Regions from separate parts of the Mus musculus genome. Here region 1 is linked to region 2. A link is a contact called in public HiChIP or PLAC-seq data. All regions are on one chromosome and are shown on one strand. Each heading gives the region's core, a stretch centred on a gene start, on an enhancer-like site or on the middle of the called end of the contact. The rest is flanking DNA. Distances are from core to core; before and after follow the strand shown. Region 1 has its middle 19 kb from the start of Gm41072. Region 2 holds the start of A430090L17Rik (RIKEN cDNA A430090L17 gene).

Region 1 (5,852 bases), core at 2,297-4,796, 37 kb before region 2:
TAAGATCCTTAGCCTGGCTAGGCAGCAAATAAGCTACTGTTCTTCCTCCACTGTGGGCTGTCCAGCAGGAGCAAATACGCTGTACTCAATGAGCCACTGATCCCATAAGGAATGGACCTAGAGATATCTACCCACCTTTAACATAGGCTCAAAGACCCAGGAGAGTGACATTAGCTGGTATGGTTAATTAAGCCTTCTCCCATGGGTTTGGGTGGGGGTTGGGGGCTACATGCAGCAAAAAGACCTTTAGGGATGGAAATGACTTAGCTCTGTGCTGTGTTGCTCACTGATGGAAGGACCAAGGCAACCATGCATTTCACTTCCCCTGGACCTCAGCAAGGCCTTCTATTTGGTCAACAAGGTTGATCTTGGGAACCTTCTACACTCTATAGCTATGGACAGCATGTTTGGAAAGGGCTTAGGGATATCTAAGTGATTTCAAAGGCTGAAGTCTATATAAAAGGGTGAAGTTACTATGAAAACTATTCAAATCAAAAATGGAATTACTATGTGGTCCAACAATTCCATTCTAAGTATATAACCTCCTTCCCTATTAAAATTAGAATCATAGACCAGTTTGCATACCTATGTCGTGGTGCCATGATTCACGAGCATCAAAGAGTGAAAACATTTCACATCAAGATGAATGAATGAATGAATAAAACACGGTATATACAAACAAAGGAATACTCTTTGACTTTAACACAGATGAGCTTTGAGAATACTGTACTATCTGAAATAATCCCATTACAGGAAGATAAAGTCTGTATGAGGGGTCTAAGTTCTTCCTCTTCTTAGTGTTTGGGATCAAATCCAGGGCCTCACAAATGGTAGGTAAGGGATGTAAATTAGTCAAAATCATAGAAAGAAGAACAGTGGCCAGAACTGGGGGGTAGGACCATCATGGACACTTTTGTTCTATGTGTATATAAGTTCCACATGTGTGTCTTTGTAGTTTTGCAGGATTAAAAAAAAAATCTAGAAATTATTGTGCAACAATGTGGGAACAGCTGGTTACGACTGACATGTAACTTCAAAGTCTTTACAACGGTCAATTTGATATTATGGGCCAGAAAACCACAATGAAAAGAAAAACTCAGGTGATCTACAGGGAACAAGCAGTTTCCTCCTCCTGAGAAGGGGTTCCTGGGAAAGGAAACACACTGGACAGAGAAGGTGGTTCAGGTTCCTACCTGATGTGGGGAGCAAGCCTACGGACACATTTAGCAAATCTAGGCCCATATCTGGGCTGTTGGTTCTTTCAGGAGCGGCCCCATAAGGCGCCCCATTCTTGGGTCTTGTCCTGCATTCCCTGGGAAGTAAACAGAGCTGGGAGACTCCCTGTTCTAGGAAAAAGCTAATCAAATGATCCAACCGCTCTGCTCCTCGTTTGGAACCCCGAGAGAGGTACCAGGAAACGCAGTTTTGGCTGAGAGAATGTGGCTATGAATAAAGAAAGCTGTCATAGACAACTGCTGTCTTGCTCCGGTTCAACCCAGCCCTTCGCCTTTGCATAAGGACCCACAGTAGGTATCAGCCAGGGGGCTGGAGTCAGACCAGACTCAGGGAACACAGTCCTCCAGCCTTCCGCCTCTGCATTTTGGAAGAGAATCGGACTTCTATCCTTGTCCCATTATTTAGTGTTTGGGAAAGGGCCCAATTAGCTAGGAGACTGGGAGCTTAGAATTTCTGCGAAGGTGGGCTGTGGCATTAAGAAACGGTTATGAAGTCTGTAACCCCAAACCCCTCTAACAGTTTCCTAACTATCCTCAGGAGACGGACACTCTTGGCTGAGATAGGAGGGAGGAGTATGGCTTCAGAGAGATCAGCTTCGCCCTCGCCCTCGCCCTCGCCCTCAGTGGTGGGAAGCAGCGTTCTTGTGACCCGATTTCAATCTTTGCTAATGAACCATTTCAGAACAACTGAAGTTTCTGGAGTCACTGATAATTGCATACATTTTCCTTTCTCTCTCTCCTCTCTCTCCTCTCTCTTCACTTAAGAATCTTAAGTCTCCATCCATGAAGCCCCATTTTTAGTAACACACTGGATCCTGCCAACATCCTGGGGCTGAGTTTGCCTTTCCACTTCTAGGAATTTCCACGGACATGCAGGAGGGGGGGGTTCCAGGCTGCCAAGATGGCTGTGAATGTGTGTGACCATCGAGGAGGTTGAGGTCAAAGGTCTCTCTCTCTCCAAAGCACCTGAGGTGAGCGGCTTCAACCACTTCAGAACAAGATCGCCAGTTCACCTCAGCCACAAGGTGATCTGGCGCCAGAATTGTTTTTAGTCACTCTAACCGGTCCCCAGGCCCACTGCAAGACAGCATCCAAAAAGGCCAAGCGTTTGGAACCACAAACCCCCACGGGGGGACAACAGGGCTCTGTGGTGATGTGGTTTATGGAGCCTCATTTTTAAAATCTGACATACTTACAATGAAAGTCGCTGTGAAAAAAAAAAAAAAAAACAACAACAACAACTGGATTCCCCCCACCTCCTTTGCTATTTATTGCCTTGCATGGTATTAAGGTTATCTCAGAACTCAGCCATCAGGGACAAGGCCTTGAACAACTCAGTGTTTCACCCCAAAGTGAATCTGCAGTTAACCCTTTGAACAACAGAGCAATGTGATTCTTGCCACGTAGTGTTTTTTTAAAAAAAAAAAAATACTGAAACCAGAGTAACAAACACAAAGGGATTGAGGCCCTAAGTGGAAACACCCCCTCAGGTTTTGTAGAGCCTGCCATGTTCACCACAGGGCCTCTGATGTTTTTATAGTAGAGACTCTGATAACCAAGCCCTACTTTTCATTGTAACTCAGATGTAGACTCAGAACCTTCCTTCCCTCCTGTGGTTACTCGTGGGCGCTCTTCCTTTCAGCCTCTGTTCCCCGCAGCCAGCCAGCCAGCCAGCCAGCCAGCCAGCCAGTCAGGGAGGCATGTTACACTAAGCCTTATTTAATACGGCTGACTTTACTGGGTGCTTGTGGCCCGGGACCTTAGTTTTTGCAGCTCTTAAATGCCATCTCAAATCCATTACAACGTGTGGGTGAAGCTAATAAAACCACTCAAAGATCAAGACGGCATGACACCAACTTCATAGGCATGATTCTACAATAAGGACATGTATTCGAGGTGAGCACCATTCGGTATCTGGCTACTCTTTTCCAAGACTCTGCTGAGAGGTTTGCAGAGCTTCGGAGGCCAGGATCATGGCTCAGTCAATGGCATCAGATGCGATGTTGATCTCCCTGCCACCAATCCATCTATAGTTAGGCGAGGAACCGAACTGGGCCAATGATTTGCTCAATTTTGCATGGGCCACGTTTATAGGTGCAACACGAAATCTGCTCTCAGATCTCTTGGGAACGCCCTAATCAAAGACCACAGCAGAGTTCAAAAAGTCCTTGAGAAAGCCATCTGGGAACTTTTGTGTGCTGACAAGTTTTGTTCTCGAAAGTCACAAACACACTTGCAAGATCACAAGCAGATACGGTAGACTTCTGAGAAAATGCAAGACCACATTGTGGCCTGACAAAAAGCCACAGGCCCTCGAAGGTCACAGATCTCTTTGGGAGCTTCACTACCTGTACCCTATAACCACAGGACACACTGTTTTCATGAGAACTAGCTGAAACTTCTCCAATAATGGCTTAGGTATGTGCCGGCTAACAAGGAAGTGAAATCAGAAAACTAGTCTAAAAGTAGCCACAATTTAAGTGGCTACGTACACACCCTGTTTTCTTGAGCTTGGAACATATGCTATGTGACTGATCTTAGTCATCATTTTATGGAGTGATTATTGCTATCTTCACCTTGCAGATTAAAACACTGGTATGGGAAGAAACCTGTCATAAGACATCCAGCTTTTAAGTGGCATGCCCAGATTCAAAACTATTCATAGCTAGATGATGCATAAAGGCAGTTTGGTCCAGAACAGATACTTCGAGTGATGGTGGCTACCTGAAGATTAAAGTCAAGCTTAAAATTTGCAATTACATAGTAATGCTGTAACCATTACACTGTCATGATGCAATGCTTTATCTGTGTGTCTACAACAGTACTAGTGCCAATGACCGACTGCGTTGCTGGCCGTTTAAAGGAACAGCAATGTAGTTACATATTATGTGCCGCACATGCGAGCCAACGCCTGTGCTTCTGGCTTGTGTATTTCCAGATTTGTTGTTCCTTTAGAGTCTTCCGCTTGCTTCTACTTATTGAAAAATGGTGTCACTGCCCTGCAGAAGGCTGGCCAGCCTGCAGCAGCCACATGTATCTTGTGTTTATAATAACTTTGTGATAGTCCAGCAATGATGAAATTGTCTGATGACACATTTCTCTGCATAGCCCCAGCATTAAGCAACACATGTCTGCAGTTTTGCTCCAGCCACGCTCTTGTCCCAACACCACCTGTGTATGTGCCGTTCTTCATCCTCCAAAGCCTTGTCCCTCGGATGCATTTTACACTGTTCGCGGTCATAGCATCGAGCTTCCCTCAGCCTTGCCTCTCTGTGTGAAGACCACCCTGTCTTCACAAAAGATGTACACATTCCTTTTTCAGTTTCTGGATATTTTATGCAGAACTTCAGGACTGCATTAATCTGATTCTAATTGCAATTGTTTTTATGCTAGTCTGTCTCCTGTTGAAGACAGAATTTCTTAAGGGCAAGATTCATGTGTGTGTGGCCCATGCCCCTAGGACTGACATAAGTTTCAGATTGGTTAACCCTTAATGAATATTGCTGAATAGACGGACAAATGGCTAGATCCCTAGGAAATCTTATGTTTTCAACTGTGGTGAAAGTATTAGATATAACCACAGAAAGCAGAAATTTCTATTTATTTGTTTATTTACTGACTTATTTATTCACTGTTCTTTGAGACAGGGTTTCTCTATGGAGTCCTGGCACTCACACTGTTTGAGGTTGGCCTCAAACTCATAGCCATCCACCTGCCTCGGCCTCCCTAGTGCAGGGTAGTGGTGTGGGTAGTTTCGTGTATTCTACCTAATAAAACCATTACCGTTCTGGTGACAATTCAGAAATGTGACTGGTTTTCAAATAGATGTATTACGTTACACACGTGTTTTTAAAAGGGTCTTACGTAGTTTTTAGGGTGACCTTGAATGCCTGATCCTCCAGCCTCCACCTCCCAAGTGTAGGAATTAGAGGTGTGTACCACCACACCAGTTTATAACGTACTGGGAAATAACTCTAGGTCTGTGATTATGCTAGTCATATACCCTACCAACAGAGCTATATCCGCAGGCCAAACTTCACATGTATAAACTAATTATTTAAGTCCCAGTTGTCATACTTTGCAGAGACTCTGACTTCTTATACAGTTCTGAAACACTAAATACTGCATATTCATTCAGAACTGATTGGCCTTTGAAAGTCAGTTTCCTACCCAGTGCATCCACAAAATCCAGCTAGCATGCAGGGAAGGGAAAGTCTTGCAATGGCTGCGAACGGGATTGCATGCCTTTACTCTGGGCGGGGTACATCTCTGTTCTGTCATCTGGAAGAGCAGGGTTGTAGTAATGTCAGTGTCTCGGGGTTACCTTAGCTAAACTGAGATAACCCATGGTGCATAGAATAATGTTCAGGTTATATGCAGGGTTCGGTGAGGGTTACTGGTCTTATTAATACTTTAGGATTTGGTTCCTATGACACATAGACATCTTAGGAAGCAACAGAATATAGAATGAGAGGTACACAAACCTCCATGAGTGCTCACTGCGAAGGCTGTGTTCCTATTTGGATATTTCCTGGACGTTGGGGCATTTCCCCCACAGAGAAATGGAGCATATTGAAAGTGAGGGAATTTTGCAGTTTTTCTGGACATCTAAAGCCT
Region 2 (5,752 bases), core at 421-2,920:
AAAACAAAACAAAACAAAACACCCCACAACCTAACCCAACCCAACCCAACCCAACCCAATCCAACTAAACCCAACCAAACCAAATCCAACCTAACCCAACCTAACCCAACCCAATCCAACTAAACCAAACCAAACCAAACCCAATCCAACTAAACCAAACTAAATCAAACCCAACCCAACTAAACCCAACTAAACCCAACTAAACCAAACCAAACCAAACCAAACCACACCACACCACACAGATTAATCCTTACAGCAGAATTCCAGCTAATGTGATGACAATGAGGAGGTTAATGATCTCCAAGTAACTGTTCACCTTTCAGATTTCTGACAGACATAAAATCTAGTGAGTTCTAGCTTGTTTATCACACAGGCACACTTGGAAGAGAGCAAAGATGGCTAAAGGTAGGTTTTGCTGAATCCTAAAATGAAGGAAACAGAAGCCACGAAGACAGGGTCGTCACCAGACAGAGGAACCCAGTGGCGTTAATCTGACAAATACTGCAGAGTAACTTGAGATTTTCGGCAGTGTAACCTAAGTGGGCACCTAATGGAGCCACAATCACCCAGCTGGCATTTGAAGGATTCCATAAACTTTACAATGTAAGTCTTAAAACAAAGATTCAGATCCTTAGATGCTGGCATACCTCGAGTTTCTCTGCTGCCAGAACACAGCTTTGCACCATCAGAGTTTCGAGTTCCTAACACGATGCCTGAGAGACTGTCTAATCCTAAATGCCTTCAGAATAAATTTCAATTTTGTTTTCTTATCCTAACCCGACTTCGGGTTATTACAATAACCCGGAGTTACTACAATAAAACTTACTGTCATGTTGGCTTATTATCAGCACGTTTTTATTTTTATGTTGATGATCATTTTAAAGACCAGTGTTCAAGTTTGACTAACACGAATGATGACTTTAAATCCGAGTTTCCTTTAGAATGCAAAGAAGTGCCCCCAGGATAGGGGGATCGCCATTCAAGATTGTTTTCTTATTAAGAGACAAGTTCTAAATATGAACCTAAGTCTTTTGAAACACTTTCCTGCTGCGTACATGTCACGGTCAGTTGGGAAGTGCTACAAGGAGGAGTGACATCAGAACGCAGCTGCCTGGCAACCTGTGGTCATTTAGCTATTTTCGGGATAGTCACAGAGTGGGCATTCGTCGGTAGCCATGTGTCCACCCTAGAGATAGAAAAACAAAGCCACCGAAAAGCAGCCAACCTATTTTAGCTCTGCCACCCGAGCCCGTCCTCTCTGAGGCTCGGTGGGTGATCTGCATGACCAGAGTCCATTATTCACACGTTGAATCCACCACACAGTCTTTTTATAACAGAAGGCACGGTGGTTCCGTCACTGCTAATGGTTGTAGCAGCTGTTAAACTCCCGAGACATCACACGGCACACTTTCTCAGGGCTGGGCATGACCATCACATTTCCTTCAGTAGTGAAGCCCTAAGACAGCCCTTCCTCAGCTCCAGGGATACAAGTTCGATTGTGAGGATGCAGGCTGGGTTACTTACCCTCACTCCCCTTTAATGCATTTTACTTGCAATTTCTGTGACTAAATTTTTAGAAGGCATATGCAGCTCCTAACTTGAGTCATTGATCTTTCCTTCTTTGACACCTGCAAACTTCCTTTTACTTATAGTGATAAACGTCTGCTTCCTGTTTTTGTTATGAAGGCATGCATGGAGTATGTATGTGCCCACGGGCGACCTAGTTTTCTCTTGTATACTTTGGTAAGCTCAGGTGGGGGTCGGTGGGGGGGGATGCTAGAACATGGCTTACTTTGTGTTTTACATGAAATAAATTTAGGTTCTGAGCTTGGCTATTTATAAACAGAGCTCTGACCCACATGAAAGTGTGGTTAGACATTAAAGACAGAGTCAGGGAGGAACATCGTATCATGTGGGACTGACCGTGCCGTCCACCAAACTACGTCATCTCTCATGTTGGAGAATTAAATGCCACAAGCACCCGTTGGTAATTGCGAAAGCTAAAGATGTTATATCCTATCCTCTGATGCCTAAACATCACCTGGGTGGACCTGGCCTGTTGAGAACTGTCTACCTAGCCCCTGTGGTGCCTTTCATAACTGCCTGGGGCCATTGAGTACTTCTTTCTCCTGTACGTCCCCATATCTAGGAGAACCACAGGTGTTTCCTTTGTGAAACACTAGCAGACTTTGAGTGGTTTTTCTTATGTCTGTGGATGGCTATGATGACTTGTAGTGGAGGGTCTCAAGCGTTCTACGGAACTCTGGTAATTTAGATCGTACAGGCCGGTTTCCTGAAAAATGCCACTCAGTCACCTGTCATCCCTTGTGCAAGACTGAAGAGGCTATGTAAAGGCTGCAGAGGTGCGCTGGGACAAGCCACCCATGCAAGCCTGCTGTTTGTGCTGACTGAGGAGGTTAGAACAGAGGTCTGTAAAATGTGGAGACAGAATCCCTAGCAGAAGCAGCAACAGCCTGGCCGCAGCTCTGGCTCCCAGCTGGGATTGCAGGCTATCACCCCAGGCCTGGGCTGTTTAACGATCATAAAGGGCCAGTTAGTAATATGCAGGACTTCTCACTCATCCCTGCTCTGTGACTATACTTCAACCAGAAGCAAGAAAAACAGCTGACTCCAATAGAAGGCGATAGGGTTATTCAGATCAGCTCCTTTGTTATGGGAAACGGGACTTGAGAAATAGGAGTGTATTCTTTCTCATCTCTGAAGCCCGGCATGGCAGGTCAGCTGTTAATACTGTTGACAGAATGAAGACCTCAGAACCAGAAAGCCTGGAGAATGAGCCACAGCCTGTGCCCGGTGTGGTGCTGCACACCTTTAGTCTTGTCGATCAGAAGGCAGAGGCAGGTGGATGTCTATGAGTTCAAGGCTAGCTTAGTCTACACTGAGAGTCCTGGCTCACTTATGGACTACACAGGGAGGCTTTGTCTCAAAAAACAAAACCAAACAAAACCAACCAAAAAAACCATAAAATCAAAAACTGCAGTTGTGGGACTTTGTATATAGAAGCGCAGGTTAGCTGGGAACGCAAGCGAGTTAGTGATCGTGATGGAACCCTTTGTTGTTTTCCTATAGTTTTAAACACACCAACTGATTACCACGGGTGGTTTCTTTTGCTGTTTGTCTATTTTGTTCTGATCTGGTAACAAACTCTGGGCTTATATATGCTAGGAAAGTCCCCCAGCCCTGAGCTGCACTCATCCCTTAACAATGCTTTCTGAGATAGTTAGGGATATAGGACCTTAATCTCTTTGTTCCATTTCTAAACGGTCCAGAGGACCCGTGTTGACTGCAGTTTTGTCCAGCCTTTCCCATGACTGCTAAGGAGGAAATGGGAGTTTGTTCATCTCTACTTCAGCCCCTGGCTTTCATCTCTTCATCTGTTATGACAGGAGAAAGAAACCTTTTTCAGTGATACTTGTAAATTTCCTCCTGAGTCACATGTTGGGGGCTGTTGGTACCAGGACTAGCAACAGCTGACCCCGTGTCTTCTCTTTGCAGCTCTGGGGATGAAGACGTCGAACTACTACGTTAAGTCATGAAATCAGCAACCCTTTGCAGTATTCTTATCCCCCCCCCCCCCAATCTTTAAATGCAACTAACCAGTCTTTTTCTTTTCCTTCCTAGGGTCAGCTGCTAAACTGTTACCCATTGAGAAAACACATTGTTGTCTGTGTGCTTGCTAAGGGGTTTATCTAGCTCTGCTGCCTTGATTACAGGAGCTCCTGGCTTGAATTGGTCACCCTCACCAGAGTCTGAGAGAGCTGTGCCCGTGCGCTCCTGGGTAAGTCTGGAGATAGTGGTGGGATATCATTAAGATTCTTCAGAGTGCATTATTGGCAGCCTGTTCAAAGAAAGGTTGGTCACAGAGAGCTGCACAGCTGTCCTGAGTGTACTGCTAGGAGGATCTTGAAATCCTTAGAAAGGCACTACAAAAGTCATTAAGGACATAAATAAACAACACAATCAAAAAATCGATATGCAACATTCGCAATGATGCTGCACAGAATGGACACTAACTTCTTATTGAGTGACTACTGATGTGTCCCCAATTCAGTGTTGCTAATGGGGGTACAAACAGAGAGTGGATGCTTGCTTTCTAGAGGACTGTGGGTAATGTGCTCACGATAGATACAGCATCTTAAGGAAGCTCACACTCAGTGGAGCTGCCTGACCTTGGAATGAGCACAAGGCAGACAAATGACATAAGGTTATTACCTGTGAGTAAGCCTTGCCTTTGTTATAAGTCTCCTTCCCAAGCCAGTAACCTCTGTTGTGTACAGGATGTTGTTACACGTTACAACAATAATTATATAGAAACCCAGTTCCCATTGCATAGGGAACTTAGCATGCCCCAGAATGGCCCAAGACAATGATCTCAGCTCTTTGTAGTGAGAAGTCAGAGCTGATTGGCATTACCAGATGTGCTTAATCTGCTAATCTAGAAGTAGAGCACAAACTACCTCTATTTCCTAATATGCCTGAGGGGCTTGTCTTATTAAAACAAAAAACAAAAAAACAAACAAAACCCTGCTTATTAGGTCACCATGCAAGAGGCAAAGGTAGGTAGGTTGCTTCTGGTCTCCTCAGATTGACGGAAGAGACTTAGTATTCTGGTAGTTGAAGCTCCTCCCCTATCCTTGCAGCATCTGACCTCGGCAACCTCCAGAAGAGGGCATCCTCTGGAAGAGCAAGGCAGCCATCTCTCCACAAGACTCTTTTTAAGGTAGGGTTTTGCTTGGTAGCTCTGGCTTGCTTAGAACTTGTTGTATAGACCAGGCTGGTTTCAAACTGTAGAGATCCACCTGCTTCTGTCTCCCCAGTGCTGAGAGTAGAAGTGTGGACCACATGCCTTTCCCCAGCCTAACACCGTTTTACAACATGTCTGGAGTCCTATTATCTCAACAGGAGACCTTAGAGGTATAGAAAAAAAACCACTTCAGATTGGGAGTGGTGGTGGTGGTGGGGGAACCAAAATCACGGCGGCCTTTGTGGGTCATCAGTACCATGCCTAGTCACCACGAATTCCTTACAAATAAAGTTTTAGTGGAAGAGGGCATGCTCGCTCACTTAAATATTATCTATGGCCCCTCTGATGCTACAACTGAAAATTTGGGTAATTGCCACAGAGACAGACAGCATGTCACACAGCCAGGAATGTTCACCGTCCACCCTCTGGCTTAGAACCTCCCACTTTGTGTTCTTGGCAGCAGGTAGGCACAGGAGCCCGTGGTCTGTGCACCAAGCTTCTGGGATGGTTTGATCTGATCCCGTCGGATCACTTCTGCCTTACTTGGACCCACACGTCAGTGGGATGGGGAATTTGCTGTTCCCAACGTGGCCAAGGCTCCAGTTATGATGTCAGATGTGGGAAGTGGAGTGGAGCTGGCAGATTGGCTGTCTGTAAGCAAAGCTATATTCTATTTTCTCTTCATGACCAGCCTGGCTGGTCTTCATGGAGCTATGCAGGGTCTAGGGAGCATTTCAGCCAAGCCCCCTATTAACACCCCAACACCCATGCTGTCTTGTCACCTGTCACCTTGAGGATTTTGGTGTCCTTTAGGGATGGCTCTTAGTACACAGAAATACTAGCTACCTCTTCTTGCAGTTTTAGAAGGAATTTACTGAATGAATACCGCCTAAAGCCTAGGTTTTTTTTTTTTTCTTTTGAACCTTTGTGGTCAGTTTAAAATTTTAGTATTAATTCATAAGACTTTTAAATTCAGGGTAGCCATAA

What was found. HiChIP or PLAC-seq counts read pairs in DNA pulled down with a chosen protein or histone mark.
Region 1: a contact with region 2 is called in a BATF HiChIP or PLAC-seq map of CD8 T cells, with 11 read pairs. The contact joins the enhancer-like site here to the promoter of A430090L17Rik in region 2. A contact is called at or near these places in 1 of 15 datasets of contacts at CTCF or cohesin (the NIH/3T3 cell line), 3 of 484 Hi-C or Micro-C datasets (CD4 T cells, cranial neural crest and muscle stem cells) and 4 of 115 datasets of contacts at active chromatin or transcription factors (CD8 T cells, embryonic fibroblasts, embryonic stem cells and 1 more).

The regions. Positions count from the first base shown.
Region 1 is chr13:114,186,640-114,192,491 of GRCm38.p6, reverse strand. No RefSeq gene overlaps it. Among named protein-coding and RNA genes, the nearest start is that of Gm41072, 19 kb to the left of the region's middle. Within about 2 kb of position 3,546, at least 20 of the 459 cell types and tissues checked have an H3K27ac peak or open chromatin away from gene starts, as enhancers often do. A contact at or near this core is called in CD8 T cells and memory CD8 T cells, where this site is marked.
Region 2 is chr13:114,147,510-114,153,261 of GRCm38.p6, reverse strand. A430090L17Rik (RIKEN cDNA A430090L17 gene) reads left to right here and starts at 1,670. Exons shown (of 14, transcript NR_045836.1): 1 at 1,670-1,743; 2 at 3,517-3,799; 3 at 4,662-4,741; 4 at 4,839-4,935; 5 at 5,226-5,418. All of the region lies in intron 4 of Arl15 (ADP-ribosylation factor-like 15), which reads right to left.